Regions from separate parts of the Danio rerio genome. Here region 1 is linked to region 2. Evidence: chromatin contacts called from public HiCAR-type data. All regions are on one chromosome and are shown on one strand. Each heading gives the region's core, a stretch centred on a gene start, on an enhancer-like site or on the middle of the called end of the contact. The rest is flanking DNA. Distances are from core to core; before and after follow the strand shown. Region 1 has its middle 17 kb from the start of pnp4a. Region 2 has its middle 53 kb from the start of sox12.

Region 1 (3,275 bases), core at 187-2,686, 130 kb after region 2:
TGTTCCAAACATTCGAAAAATATCTGTAGCAAGCATTTGACAAAGAACAGCTTCCAGAATCTCTCCCAGTTCAGTGCTGGATTTGGCTGAAAACTTATCAAAAGATCAGCTCCCACAAGCAACAATTTAGCTACAAATTCGTATTTAAACGCTGTAAACACCCACATTCTGTCGCTCTATGCAGTGCTTTCCCTGCATTCTACATCTCAAATAACAAACTCACAAAAGATGTGTGAACATTTCATAGTACTTACACATGCTTGTTCACAGACTGTTCACACAAACATACACAAAATGGCAATTCTCTCTTAAAGGAGCCACACTCTATTTTCACTCGTTACAGACAGTTGTTAGATTTTATTTTAGAGAGTATAGGCATGAGGTTCATCCTTTTCATTTTCTATCTGATTAGGACAGCTACTCTAACTGACACTATTTACACAGCAGAGGAGGCATGTGGAGGCATGACGCTTTACTGGTGACATGAAGCCGATCCGTGTATCACATTATGTTAGCTGACCAATCAGAGCCTCTTCAGTGTGGCCCTTTCAGAGGAACTAGGAAATATGACATGTCATTTTCATGTTAGCTGAGTAATAGTAAGATATATGAAAAAATAACATGATTTTCTGCAAGTGAAGCATGAGCACACCTTGCTTTGCATCTTATAAACACAACAAAGGCTTAAAAATACACTGTGGACCAAACCTTTAAAAATTAATTAGTTTAAAAGTTTTGGAAACTAAATGAATTTCTAAATTTGTACTTTCTTCATATTATTACACTTAAACATTTTTCCTATTGTCATTTATATTTACAAATTTACCTTCATTGACAATTCAGAAAGATGAGTACAAACAATACAGTATGCTTTAAGTAGTGTTCTATGCTTTAAGTAGGAAAAATGCAATTTTTTAAATAAGCATATTTTTTAGAATCCTTTTAATGAAAAAATTACATTATGCATTTTATACATTTTTATTAATTATTATACATTTACTGTCACTTAATGCATCTTTGAATAACAAATACCATATCATGAGTAGTCATAACCATTCTGTGCATGTTTGTTTATACTCTGTTTAATAGTGCTAGAAATAGTTTAATTTCTGCTTTTTTACCCATAGTTAATGCAGCGCATCTTTAGAAATTCATGGTTGAGTACAATTCTACAATTTGATTTTTAGAAATATTTCATATGGTTTCCGGACCTGACAGGTTTCTGGTGTACTCAGCTGCTGTACGCGCACTTACCAAGAATTACCCATCTCAGAATCTGACCTGTCATAACACCGCATGCCACCCTTGCAGACTTCATGGCGGTCTGGAGAAATATCTCCATATCTGTGAGTGACAGTGCCATGTCCCCTTACTGTGAGTGTAGTGGAGCGTGACCCCCACGCGGAGGGCCCCCTCTGCCTGTGTTGGCCCTCCCCGCAGCAGGGGTCCCATTATTGGACTCAGCCAGCCGGGTGTCAGCCGTCCCTTCTTAATTCACAGCGACGGTGCATTCACTCGCACATCGCATGGATACACAGATCCAGCTGAGGTGAGGCCGCAGAGACCAAACATTCAAACAAATATGCAGATACGTGCAATCAAACTCTGGGGCCCAGTTTTCCCTGGTATCAAGATGCATTTTCTTAATACAGTCTATAAGTGGACTATGTTAAATTCAAGTTTATGAAACAGATCATTTCAATCCCTGATTCTGATTGGTCGAGACACGTTTGAAGCTGTTCTAAATTACTCTGCAAACCTGTGACCTCATTACATCAGTACAAAAACTATAGACGATTTACCAACCTACGTCACACATGATGTCACACGGGTGCCCGGTTGCAAAAAAAGATCGGCTGCAATAGCAAACATGTGGTGTTGTGCAGTAGGATGCCAAATTCGACGTCTTTGGCTAAAACGGAGCTGAATGAATTGAAGACCTAATTAGAAATGCTCGACTCTAAGTTCACACTATGCTGACTCATACACATTACTCGTTTTTGATTGCATCAATGATTTCAGCATAAACAGTTAAACATGGTTAATTAAGAATAAAAAGTGAAAGTGTAAGTTATTAAGGTAAAGTTGGTTTTATATTCAAACATTCATTCAGTGATAACTTGTGACACTCCCGATATTGTTTACCACAGAACTTTGAATATTCTGTCAGAAATAACCTGCAAGTGAGTCTTGAAAACAACATTAACACTTTATTTGACTGTGAACAATGTTGTACTTTAATAGTCACTGGCTGCTTATATGATTTCGCTATTTAGAGTTTGCAAATAATACTTTTATGAAATTATATTATTTAGGAGAAAGTCTGAACGTGCGATATATAAAACCAACTTTACCTCTATGTGTAAGTTCACATACCCTGCCGTACAAGTGCAGTTCGCTGTCAGAATGCAGTTGTTTTGCGTGTTGATAATTATTTACCCAGGCCTTGTACAGTTCCATCTTTCCATGTCTTTGGCTAGGCAGAACTTCGGTTTTTAGCTCTACATAGTGTTAAATCTGGTAATCATGGAACATTATTTCCTTGCACATGACCACACAGAACAAAACTGTGCGCATCCAAAGACTTGTAGGCCTTTAACTTCCCTCTTGTAAAATCAATTGGAGCTTCAATGAGATTGTATATTTCTGGCTAGATGCTTGGTCATTTCGTCTTATCCAATGTCTATTGGGAGGGTGCAATCGCAAATGGACCTTTCAGATGAACGCCGCTCATTTTAACGTTAATTTTGCCGAATCGATGTGCTTATCACTGGGTGATGAGCTGTTTTTATACACTGAAAGCATTATGTAAATGATATATATATATATATATGTAATATGTAATCAATATATCTTATTTCTAAGACAACAACAAACTCTGTACCGCATCAGATGTCATTCCCTCGCTGTAAATGATAGCTATCCCGTTTTTTTTTTCTGCCACCTCCCTGCGTGCGCATCCTGAATGTTTACAAACATGGTAATTCGTCTATAGAATACACAAGATGGGTCACTTGTATGGTTTTAAATGGGGAATCAGTGTAACAGTCAATATGGCGAATGAAGCCCCACCTTCTAGTACGAGAACCAATTAGCGATCGCTATAGACTGACATTTCTCCAGGGAAGGGACTGGGACCAGATGTGAATTACTACAGATTTTGTGTGAATCAAACGTTTAGAAATGAAACTAAAGAGACAGTTGTTGCTTAATGTATTTGTTGTTTTATCCTATGAAATTCAATCGTAAGCTTGGCAATCAATTTTGGAGAATTT
Region 2 (3,153 bases), core at 337-2,836:
CTGTCTGGTTATTGAATCTTATTGGCTGAAAGCCGTGCAATAATCTACAAATAACAGCGCTCGTACCACCTCTTCACCCTTCAGCCTTGTGTATTACTCCGCCCACATACAGTGACAAGCAGAGGACACTCTGCAGTTTGAGAAATATTGCTGTTGTTGGACAACATAGTGTACTTTTTAGGCTTTTTTAGGTGACAATGTAGTTGTTTAGATTGCAGCTATGCAGTGTATTTATAAGGATAGTGCCTTAAAATTTTATTTTAAAATATTTATAATTTCAGAGCATCGTATTTAGTGCATCGGCCGCCATCTAAACAGACCAAAGAAAGTGAAGGTTGACGTACCGCCACAAGATGGCGACAGAGACCTCATAAAAAATCCTTTGAGGGAGCAAAACAACAATTTCTCTGAAAGTTTCAAACTATAGCTGAACAAATCATTATGAATCTGGTAAGTAACATTCTGAGTCGATCTCTTTTGTATTTTGTAGTGCTGTATTTATACCAAATAAACTGGTAGTGTTTTCTTTGCTCTGGGTTTTTCGGGGTTAATTATTTTGAAATCCTAATTGCAGCAAATACTGGGAAATCTCTGTAGATTTATGGCTTTTCATGTCGTTCAGCCTTATAATCTTAAAATATGAGCAAAAATGACCTGTTTTGTCATGACGTTGGCGAAGTAGCAACAGTTTCTGCTGTTCTGACGTCAGCTGCAGATGTGAATGAATGACGGAGAAAAATAATTCCTCGTACAAAAAGATTTTTGAGACTTATTTTTTAGTTTCATTTTCTTTTTTATACACACTAATATGACGTCGAACTGTGAAAGGCAATATCACACTCATAGCAGTGCATTGTGGCTGTATATATACAAATTATAAATAAATTTAAATATCTATGCAAAAAAAATGTTAGTTTTTTTTTTTTACATAAAATATATTGACAGTATATAATACAAACACATTTATAATGTCAAAAGAATATTTAATTTTGGATGCATCAAATCATGATGAATCTTTTCCCAGCACTAATATATAGAAGGTGTTGAAAACTGGAAATCAGTATCATCTTATTATCATGACATCTTTTTTCCCTTGTATGTATTTCAAAATATATTATGTGTGTGTGCCAGTTTCCAAGATTCTTCAAAATATCTTCTTTTGTGTTCTGCCAAAAATAAAAATAAATAAATAACATAAAGGTTTGGAAGCACTTGAGGGTTAGTTAAAGGTCAATAAATGTAATTTTTTTGAGGGGGTGAACTATCAGAGCATATAAATCAGAGCATATACAAATATTTTACATCTGAAAATGCTTTAATATTGGCTTTTGATTTATTTTTCCCCTATCTCACCTTACACACACATGCGCTCACATGCTAAGCTTTTTATGCAGCAGAATGGGAGGAGATTTCTTTGAAGCCTTCCAGCTTGCGTGTCTGGCTGTCATGGTAACATTCAGTGACCTTGTCCAATTCCTTCTGTCAGTGTGCACATTTGGGAGATGGGGGAAGCCTAATCAGGGTGTATATGGGCGAGCGCATGGCTCAGAGACGGCCTAGTCTGTCTGATGCCTGGTGACACTAGATAAAGCCCCGAGGAACATTTAGACACATGACAGCACACATACACACACACACACACAAACACACATGCATAAGTGAGTACAGGGTGGATACTAGAAATAGCACTCGATTTGACAGTAAGGCTGAATTATACAGATGATTATTTTAGTATGTTTATGTGCTTTTTATCTTTCTTTAAAAACATTAAGAACATACATATATGTGCTCAAGGGTGTTTTGTGAAAATATGTCTACATATTATGCCTAAAGAAATGCCTAGAGCCTTATTTTACCAATGCAAAACAGGTAGATTCAAAATTGTGCTGCTGATGCAATATCTGTCTGAATTGCATGCTGCCTGCAATTTGCACAGTAAAAATACAATGTGTGAATAATGAGATTCTTTTATAATGTTTTTTTAATATGTTTTTTTTTGTAACAAAAATAATTTTGACATTGTTTTTGAAAGATTTTTTTCAGTGCTTTTTAGTTTTTTTTTTAGGATTCTGAAAGTTTTAAATCAGAGATGCCCAAAGTTGGCCAATGGTAACCTTTAATTTGACCCACCACAGTTGGAGTGAATGAGTTTAACAGAGATCGCCATTTATAGTTTAACGTAACCTTTTTGTTTGTTTGTGTAATTGTTGAGCTACAAAAAATGCCAACTGAAATGAAATATTTCGATTGAATGAAAGCCGAAGGAAAATGAAGGAATTAGGGATGCTCATTTCGGTTAATTTTGCTAACCGACAACCACCGCTCATTAATCGGTTAACTAGTCAGATTACTATTAATTTTATATTAAACAAATTGACGTGACTATTTTGTGTCCGACAAATTAAATATTGTATTTTAAAATACTGATTTATTTTTATATGCTAGCATATTAATAACAGAACACAACAACAGAGCATTTTCACGCGCTTGCAGTGTTTAGCACAGAAGAAGAGAATAAACTAAATAAAATAAATAGGACTGCCCTAAATTATTTTCACTTAAATAATTATTTTATATTACAAAACGAAAACACTGACTGATTATTTTTAATAACTGGCATAGGCTGTTTTTTTTCCAATCATATGTTTTTTTTTCTTCCGTCAAAAAAAAAAAAAGCAGACTTCCTCAAATTGCCAGCTCTACGGAAAATATGCATTTATTTAATGCCCCGCTGTTATTATTATAATCACAAAACCTTTTTACATTTTTAATAGAAATCATTATTTTAAAGAATATGTCCTGATGTATGGTTTCCTTTCTCTCCCTCGCGGTTCAAGTGCGCGCTGCGTGTTGAAAAGACAACAACGTGCGCATGTGTTGACTTTTTGTTAACAGTTTTGTTGTTTAAATATGATATTGCATTAATGTGCATACATGCTTTATAAGCTGTAAAATAAAAGGTAAAGCCTATTTGTTGCGTTTATGACGCAGATCCAGGTCAACATCAACGCTTTTTTTGGCATTAACACGTCTGTTTCAAACAGCAATATTCTTCTTCCATTTTGCTTCTTTGGCAAATGTGTCTGTAGCAACGGGTTATACGTTATCGTCTCCGCAAAGTTAAGTATATCTTGCAGTAAAACAAGTGGCCGA

Evidence for each region. HiCAR-type assays count read pairs that join an accessible place to other places.
Region 1: a contact with region 2 is called in a HiCAR-type map of caudal fin, with 5 times the contacts expected there. The contact joins two enhancer-like sites. A contact is called at or near these places in 6 of 18 Hi-C or Micro-C datasets (caudal fin, embryo, hematopoietic stem cells and 1 more) and 1 of 4 datasets of contacts at active chromatin or transcription factors (caudal fin).

Annotation. Positions count from the first base shown.
Region 1 is chr11:26,321,300-26,324,574 of GRCz12tu, forward strand. It overlaps a transcript of pnp4a not described here. Among named protein-coding and RNA genes, the nearest start is that of pnp4a, 17 kb to the right of the region's middle. Within about 2 kb of position 1,437, at least 6 of the 62 cell types and tissues checked have an H3K27ac peak or open chromatin away from gene starts, as enhancers often do.
Region 2 is chr11:26,187,780-26,190,932 of GRCz12tu, forward strand. It overlaps a transcript of pnp4a not described here. Among named protein-coding and RNA genes, the nearest start is that of sox12, 53 kb to the right of the region's middle. Within about 2 kb of position 1,587, at least 17 of the 62 cell types and tissues checked have an H3K27ac peak or open chromatin away from gene starts, as enhancers often do.